3 separate regions of the Zea mays genome follow, and all the other regions are linked to region 2. Evidence: chromatin contacts called from public Hi-C data. All regions are on one chromosome and are shown on one strand. Each heading gives the region's core, a stretch centred on a gene start, on an enhancer-like site or on the middle of the called end of the contact. The rest is flanking DNA. Distances are from core to core; before and after follow the strand shown. Region 1 holds the start of LOC100272313. Region 2 holds the start of LOC100273186. Region 3 holds the start of LOC100192041 (transducin family protein / WD-40 repeat family protein).

Region 1 (2,700 bases), core at 183-2,682, 330 kb after region 2:
GATGAGATCCGTTGCATGCATGGGGAATCAAACGACAACGAAATGGTCAGCTGGAAACGAGACCTACAAAATTCACCGATCAGAGCTCTCTCTCTCTCTCTCTCATTCGTGGACACGTTTGCGTTTTGTTTAATTGGCGAGGAGCATCCGCCCTCACATGCATGGGCACACAGACGACGGATGCCGTTACAATCCTAATCATGGATAAAGAAACGCTCGTTCCCTAGACAAGCAAAAGATACCCAGCAATAATACGCCAATTGACTAGCCCGTTCCCAGTACATTACTCAGAGAGAAATTTGTCTCCTCCAGTGGACCCCTTTTTTGTATGAAAGAAGAAAACAAAAATTCAAGGGCGCTTAAGTTCCCTCCTTGCAGTGATCAGTGCCTCCATTGACGCTAGCGACAGTCAATCGGACAAATCATTAATTATACTCGCGTACCTGCATCGCGATTATGGGAAGCTTGATTCTTGACAGACATCCAGCGCCCGCGACGTGCTTCTATTGGTGTTGGACCGGAGCAGTAACCATTTCTGATTAGAATTGCTAGCTGCCGGCCGGCGATAAACAAAGGAAAGATGCTCTCTGTCCTGGAATACGAACATCACTGACATCGCCTTTTTTTTCCCTCCCCCCACGACCCTAACTGTGATGATTGACCAAGCCTTTTCCTTCCTCACCAGAAAGAAGTGACCCAGTGAGTGAGTTACCGTACCTGAAAAGCAAGAAGAAAAAAAGGACAACACTTTGGTCTGACGCATAAAATCTTGCAGGTGACAAAGAAAATGAGATGCACATGCACGGAACGAACAGCAGCTAAGACAAGGAGTCTTAATTAGCAACAGATGAAAGGTGGACAAGAGGCCTCTTCCCAACTGTGTGCTCTGCCGTGCATGGAGCACCCGTGACACAGAAGTAGCTGCGGAAAAGAGAGAGAGAGAGGGAGAGAGAGAGAGAGAAAACCGGCTGCTAAATGTCACAGTCACTTACCATGGCAGCAAGAGCATCAATCCGTGTCCTAATAACATGAACTCTGGTCTTTCAAAAAAAAATAAATAACATGGACTCTGAATATGGACACGCGTGTTTCACTTTCACTGGGCTTGTGCCCGAAGAAACACACCGGGCATGCATGGGAACCGGGGTGCAAAGGAAGATGGAGGGTGGTTTAATGTAACAGTTTCTTGCACAAAGGTCACGACAATTAAATATCGGTGGAGGTGGCTACGGGGCTACCCCACCGATTTTGGCACCAGACATAGATTCTTAGGAGATGATGAGGCAGACGCCCACACACACAGCCGGAAGCAGGCCAAGGGAAGGGCTAAACCTCCATCCCTTGGCACAAGCCCCACAAGCCACAACCACCACCTCCACCTCCACCACCACCTTTAAAAGAAGGGTGCTAAAGGGCTGTCCTGCGAAGAAAAGGAGAGGAGTGCCCCTAGCCTTTCCTTGCTTTCCACTGAAATCTCCTATCTGCAGCCATGCAGTTGCTCAATCCTGGCCTCAGATGAAGCCCAACCATTCATTGGTATATAAGTCGCTACAACCTTTGCAATTTCCCACTACTTCAGAACATCGTCGAAGAAGCTCTGTGCTACCGGAGAAGGTGTTCGTCGTCGTGCATAATTATACATTCCGCAGACCTGTAAGCTCTGTGAGTTTGGTTGGAGCTCCCAGGTTCTGCATTGCGTTGAGATGGGGAGGCATTCTTGCTGCTACAAGCAGAAGCTGAGAAAGGGGCTCTGGTCCCCTGAGGAGGATGAGAAACTCATGAATCACATAACAAAGCATGGCCATGGCTGCTGGAGCTCTGTTCCCAAACTCGCTGGTATGTACGATGAAATTTTTCTTCCCTTGGTCCTCAGTTATCAACTCTCAATCCTCCCCTTCTCCTCCCTCTGCATTTTTCTCATTTCCAATTGCCAGCTGAAACCCCTCTTGTCTCTCAAATACCTCTCGGTCAGTTCAATTATCTAAATTCGAGAAGACAAATTGTTGCAGGGCTTCAAAGGTGCGGAAAGAGTTGTAGGCTGAGGTGGATAAACTATCTGAGGCCAGACCTCAAGAGAGGGGCATTCGCCCAAGACGAAGAAGACCTCATCATCGAGCTGCACGCTGTCCTCGGGAACAGGTAAATTTGAAGCCTGAAGAAGTAGTATCAGAATTCTAGACTGCATATGTGCAAAGCAGCAGTTGGTAATTTAGCTGATATTAGCACTTTACTTTTTCCATGAGAAGGTGGTCTCAAATTGCAGCGCAGCTGCCAGGGAGGACTGATAATGAGATCAAGAATCTATGGAACTCGTGCATCAAGAAGAAGCTGAGGCAGAAAGGCATTGATCCCAACACCCACAAGCCACTTACTGAGGCTGATCGCGGCGGTGCAGCTCCCACCATCAGCACCGAGAGAACCTCAGGGTCCAGCGACGTCAACCCATCAAGCACTGGTCCTCTGGGGAACTTGAGCCCCCTCCTCAGCGAGACGGCTCAATCATCAATGCTGATGCCCGTGTACGACAAGAATCGTGCTGAAACACCAAACTTGGCACGCCCTAAGCTGCCACCAAAGGAGCTGTTCCTGGAGCAGCTTACTGCTGGACATGAGAGTCCATCAACCTGCCACTCATCAGGCCAAACTCTCTATTTCCCTTTCCAACAGCCTTTAGGCTACAACAGTGAGAGTGGCAGCAGC
Region 2 (2,700 bases), core at 56-2,555:
ACAGCACGATCTCCGCAATCGCATCGAGGAGGCGAGTCCATTCGTCTTTATGTTGCTACCTCCTTCTCCGCGTCCGTCATTGGTGGAGGATTCGGGGGAGGAGGTACCCAACGCTTAAAACGCTCATGACTAGTCCTTACACACAACCAATTAGCGAAAAGAAGATATCGAGGGTCAAATTTATCAGGACTGTCCATCCACTGGAAAAAGAAACACCTTAGGTGCTCCTAAAAAATGGAACGAAGCATTATTACACATCTAGTAAACAATATTAAGTCACAAGTCATCAGCTACGTACGTTAAAAACGCCACAAAGGTAGAAGCAGCGAGCAACCATGTCTGGATGTATGGATTGACATACCCAAGCCAGTCTGCCACTGTCAAAGTTAGACACATGAAGTTCAAGAGGAACAGGAGCATCCTTACTAGATACGTCCGGATATAACTCTCGAGGACGACCTCTCTTCTGCCACAACGCCTCCCAGTACATGTCTTTCATCTAAGAAACGATTCTATATTAACACAAGTACCTAATAGACTTTATAATCGGATTTCACAAACTATCAAACCAAATGTAGTCATCATATGAACTATACTATATATTATAGGAGCAACAATGGAAACTAATAATCGAAAAATTACAACCCAATATACAAATGAATAAGTCAGACACCATACCTTGGTCTACAAAGTATTCCAACTCGAATCTTTGAATGTAGGAACTTTGAAGAAGTTTTGAATTGAAAGGAAATGAGCTCTTCTCGGCCAGCAGCGCGGTCGTTTTATAGGCCTGCCTAGCTCGGCGCCAAGATCTGTGGCGCCGAGCTAGGAGGCCACGTCGGCGCTGCATCGTCGCCACGCCAGCCCTAGCCACCAGAAGCTGCCTACGCCATGTCAGAGCTCGGCGCTATAGCCTAGTGTTAACTCGGCGCCATGGCCTACAGCGTCGAGTATCGGGTCCAAATCAGGAATTAAATCCTCGAGTGGTCTAAATATATTTTTTGTCACAAAAATGGTTAAAAACAAAAAAAATCAGTCTAGAACGATGGATTTTATGAAATAAAAATAGAAAAAATTGCTAAACACTCTTTTCTTTATTTTTAAGGGCTAGTTTAGAAACCTCATTTTTTTCAAAGAATTTTTATCTTTCTAAAAGAAGTTAATTATTTTTTAATTATTTTTTATGGGAAAATAAAAAATACCTAGAGAAAATGAGGTTACCAAACTAGTTATTTTTCTTAGAGCTCACGTCTCGATGATCCTTATCGTTGGCCAAGGTCAGTTAATTTTTCATCGGCGAAGCCAGATTTGCTTTTTTCCGTCGCGTTAGCACAAGAACGGCTCCAGCTTCCGAGTGCTGAAGCCAGAGCAGAACAAGCTCTTTGAGAAGCTATGGGCGCCTATGCTAATCGGGCCTAATAATAGTTCTCGGCGCGTTTCCTACCGTCTCGCACTTGCTCCTCCTGTGACAGCGAAGGCGACGAGGTAAGAGCGGGATTCCCCTCGAGATGAACTTTCGTTATTCTTATTGCTGCAAACTTCAACTGCTCCTCTTAATCCACGCCGATTCGCTCTGCCTTGCGCTACATCCGCGAAGCTAGATTGTTTAGTTTGGCTTGAAATCGATCGCCTGTGGGAATTGGGATCGGTGGATTGAGTTCAGCTGGGATGGTACGGTTATTTGGCTTGCTGTTTCCCTGGATTGAAGCATATTGGGTATTTTTGGGTTCGATTGTGTTTGCGGCGCGAGACGGGGATTCAGAAGATTGGCGTTCCTCGAGTGATCCGATTGCGAGCATGCTGTGAAGCACTTCGTGGAGGGTTTCGCCTCGCTACCCAGGTGCATGGATTGGGGGATTATTGAACTGCAAGTAGCGTTGTGACGTACCTCATAGAATTTTGGCTTTTCGGCCAAGGTAGCATCATAGTGTGGGGACTAATGTTGTGTTTGATGGAAGCTGGAGAGGATTAGCAAGGCACCGTACGTGGCATAGAAATAAATTAGCTTGCTGAATTGGTGAGAGCCTAAAAGATGCAGTGGTGACCAAAGCCTGAGGATGCTTAGAATACATCCTGTCCTTTGTCATACGGTGAAGCTCAACTGATCAGGTCGTTACCCCTTCTGCATAGCAATATGCCATTTATGACCCGCACGTGGCAAGTGATGACTATGGTTAAATATATATGATTTCAGAATGACAAATCATGAATCAGTTCCCTAAACAAATGGTGTCCCTTAAAAAGATGGCCTCTCTAGACAAGCATCAAAATCTAAATTCCTTGTGTGCATTATTTCAATATCTGCAAAGGCTCATCGATGGTGAAATTCTAGTATAACCATATCCACCCAGCTATGTGTACAGTGACTTATTACCCTGGAAATAACATTTTGCTATCAGATTCTAATGCTGGTTCATACTAAACATGTGAACTTATTCCTGTTGAGTGAAAAAAGAGAAATCACCATTTTTATTTAGTACCTGATTTATATTCTTTTTTTTTACTAAAAAGCTCAAGATTCTGCTCTTCTTTGAGAATTTGAGCTCCCACCCTTTTTTATACTGTATGGTTCATATCGAATGTAAAGGACTTGCACAGTAACACCAATTTTTTTAATGACATGTTTGTGAGCAGCCCATGATCCCCACCCACACGATTATATATATGCCCCTACAGAAATTTATCTGGTTAAACTATAAT
Region 3 (2,700 bases), core at 186-2,685, 290 kb before region 2:
GCCCAAGCCAGCCCTAGGGGTGGGCAGAGTGGGCGGCCGCCCAGGGCCTCCGAAGTTATGGGAAAAAATATATATTAAGTATAAGTATATATTGTGTGTTATGGATATTTAGTATTTGGTTTTGGATCAAACACTATTTAATAGTCTGTTCACTAGATGTAGCTTGTTGGAAATCTAAGAAACAAATCGATGAGCCTATTGCAGTCACAGATAAAACAAATCATCGTGGACTCCTAACACGACGTGGCGACGTCCTGAGTGCATCCTATATTATATGTTATATGTGTGTATTTTTCAATCTCATGAACTAATGATTGTTCATTGATATATTATATGTAGGATTTTAAAGTCAAAATTTTTATCCCAAACTCTTATTTTACTTGGGCACCAAGTGAGTAAAAGGCCAAGATAAGAGATTTTTGAATGGAGTATTGTCTGCTACATGAATTTTCGAGAAAGTCGTAGAGGTGAATTGTTATCCTAATGTCTCTAGTGCCTATCGAATCTTAGTGACTGCTCCATCTACTACCGTAATTTTTTTAAAAACTAGAATTATTGAAAAAACAATTTATGACCAACAATAATGTTTTCAAAAACTTTATATGTAAATATATATTAGATATATAATATATATAGAGTGAGATATAATAGAAGCCTCTAAATTAGGGCATGTTTGTTTCAGCTTATAGATTATATAATCTGGATTATAATCTAAATTATATAATCTATATTATAATCTAGACATATTATAATCTACATATAGTTGTTTGGTAGTTTAGATTATACAAATGTAGATTATTCATAAAAACAGCAGTACCCTTGTTTGTTTATTTAAGGTGAGAAAAGAAGAATGACATATATTGTAATTTATATTTACATAATTATGGATAGTGGGTCTTTTGCCAAAATAATCTCAAATAAGCTACTCTTGAGGAGATTATGAGATTATCATAATATGGTCTTTAGATTATTAATCTAAACCTATAATCTAGGTGTTTGCTTACTTGTTGGATTATTTGAGCTGAATTATATAATTTAGAGAGATTATAATCCGAAAGAAACACGACCTTAGTTTTCGTCGCCCCTAGTATGCATATGCTAGGACCGGCCCTGCAACGGCCTTCAATACATGGTATGCTGCTGTCAGTTGTCACAGGCTCACCGAGTCCTGGACTCCTGGTTGCCGGTTCACCGTCGGAGCCTGACGTCACGCCACACGCCACGCGCGGGTAACACGGCCGGCGCCTGCACGGCGCCCGCGGCTCCGCGCGCTCGTCCTACTTGCCATCCGTCACTGGACGGGCCACGCGACTGCGATCCCTGCCACACGAGCGCAACGCGCCATGGGTCCGGCGTGCCAGTGAGAGCGGGAGAAGCTCGGACATCTCCGGTATGGTTCCACTGGTCCAGGGGACAAAATCTGCTGCCAGTTTCTGCAATTGCTTGTTTTTTTTCGCTGTGTTTTCAGTGGAGGGACATCTTCTCCAGCGATTCAGCGCGGGATCCTGCTGGACTGGCCTGATCCCTCCGTGCTGGTGTCGGCGAGCATGCAAGGAAGGATGCGAGGCGCGCGGCGGAGCGCGCGCGGGGAATCGTCCCGGAAGGCGGCGGGCCGCGAGGTGGAGCCATTCACGCTGTGCGGCGAGATGTCCCATCTCACCAGGGCCACGTCAGAGCCGTGCCGCAGGGCTCGCGGCGCCGCCTTCGCCCGCCGGGCGAGGCCCTTCTCGGCGTACGAGCTGGTGTCGGCGCGGGAGGCCGGCCGCGCGGGCGGCGCCGGGTTCTCCGCGGCCGATCGAGCCTACCTCGGCAGGCAGCACATCCCCACCAAGGGGCCGTGGGGCGTCGACGACGTGGAAAGCGAGGCCTACGTCTCGCAGTTCTCCGCCGATGGCTCGTTGCTCATCGCGGGGTTTCGGGTAGGTGCTCGGTTTTTGCTGATAGCCTGATACGGTTTGATGTTGGTTCTTGTGCTTCTGCTAATGAGAAGTTGGGTACATAGAAGTTGTGTAGTTTAGTTGCTGACGATTCTCCTTTGTGAAAAAATTGTGACGATAAGGGAAGCCGCATCAGAGTCTACGACGCCGAGAAAGGGTGGAAGATCCACAAGGATATAAGCTGCAGAAGTGTGCACTGGACGGTTTCAGATATTGCTCTCTCACCTGACCAACGATTCCTTGTAAGCATCTTTTTTTTTGAGCAAATTCCTTGTAAGCATCTTGAGCACTGGATCTCTTACTGCTATCTGGGGGGCAAGTTGAGCACCAAAAGCTTCTTCTAAGGCATATTTTGCCCCTGCTACTATTCCTGTAAGTTTGGTATTAGCATTACAGGGCTTCAGCTTCCACAAATTTAACGGCTTTTATATATGACTGTGAGTTGGATTTCTGATTTGCAACATGTTCAGCGTGTTTACTGTTTAGGGCTGCCAGTGGCCATACTAGCTGGATGCCTACATGTCATAAAAATCTTCTAATATTGAATGACTCATTGAGAATTCTAATAGCATGGGAGCTATGGCAACATCGAAATGATTGTGTCTTCAATATTGCTTCTCCGTGTGAATTCTTGATCGTGCACGTGCAGACAGAGGAGGAAGGAAAGCTATGATGCGCAGCAGGGGCTCAGAGCTTCCGTAGGTTTTATAGAGCGTCTTGTCCTTGCGATCGTTACATAACTCAAGTGTCGCACGCATGGTCT

Evidence for each region. Hi-C and Micro-C count contacts between places; a contact is called where the count stands out from the background.
Region 1: a contact with region 2 is called in a Hi-C map of endosperm, with 5 times the contacts expected there. The contact joins the promoter of LOC100272313 here to the promoter of LOC100273186 in region 2. A contact is called at or near these places in 7 of 25 Hi-C or Micro-C datasets (bundle sheath, ear, endosperm and 2 more).
Region 3: a contact with region 2 is called in a Hi-C map of leaf, with 5 times the contacts expected there. The contact joins the promoter of LOC100192041 here to the promoter of LOC100273186 in region 2. A contact is called at or near these places in 3 of 25 Hi-C or Micro-C datasets (ear and leaf).

Annotation. Positions count from the first base shown.
Region 1 is chr8:132,662,213-132,664,912 of Zm-B73-REFERENCE-NAM-5.0, forward strand. It overlaps LOC100272313, which reads left to right and starts at 1,433. Exons shown (of 3, transcript NM_001146797.1): 1 at 1,433-1,836; 2 at 2,010-2,139; 3 at 2,247-2,700. The coding sequence starts at 1,704. LOC103635907 reads right to left here. Exons shown (of 13, transcript XM_035961804.1): 2 at 444-717.
Region 2 is chr8:132,334,071-132,336,770 of Zm-B73-REFERENCE-NAM-5.0, forward strand. LOC100273186 reads left to right here and starts at 1,306. Exons shown (of 2, transcript NM_001147631.1): 1 at 1,306-1,485.
Region 3 is chr8:132,044,880-132,047,579 of Zm-B73-REFERENCE-NAM-5.0, forward strand. LOC100192041 (transducin family protein / WD-40 repeat family protein) reads left to right here and starts at 1,436. Exons shown (of 9, transcript NM_001137464.1): 1 at 1,436-1,919; 2 at 2,060-2,179. The coding sequence starts at 1,548.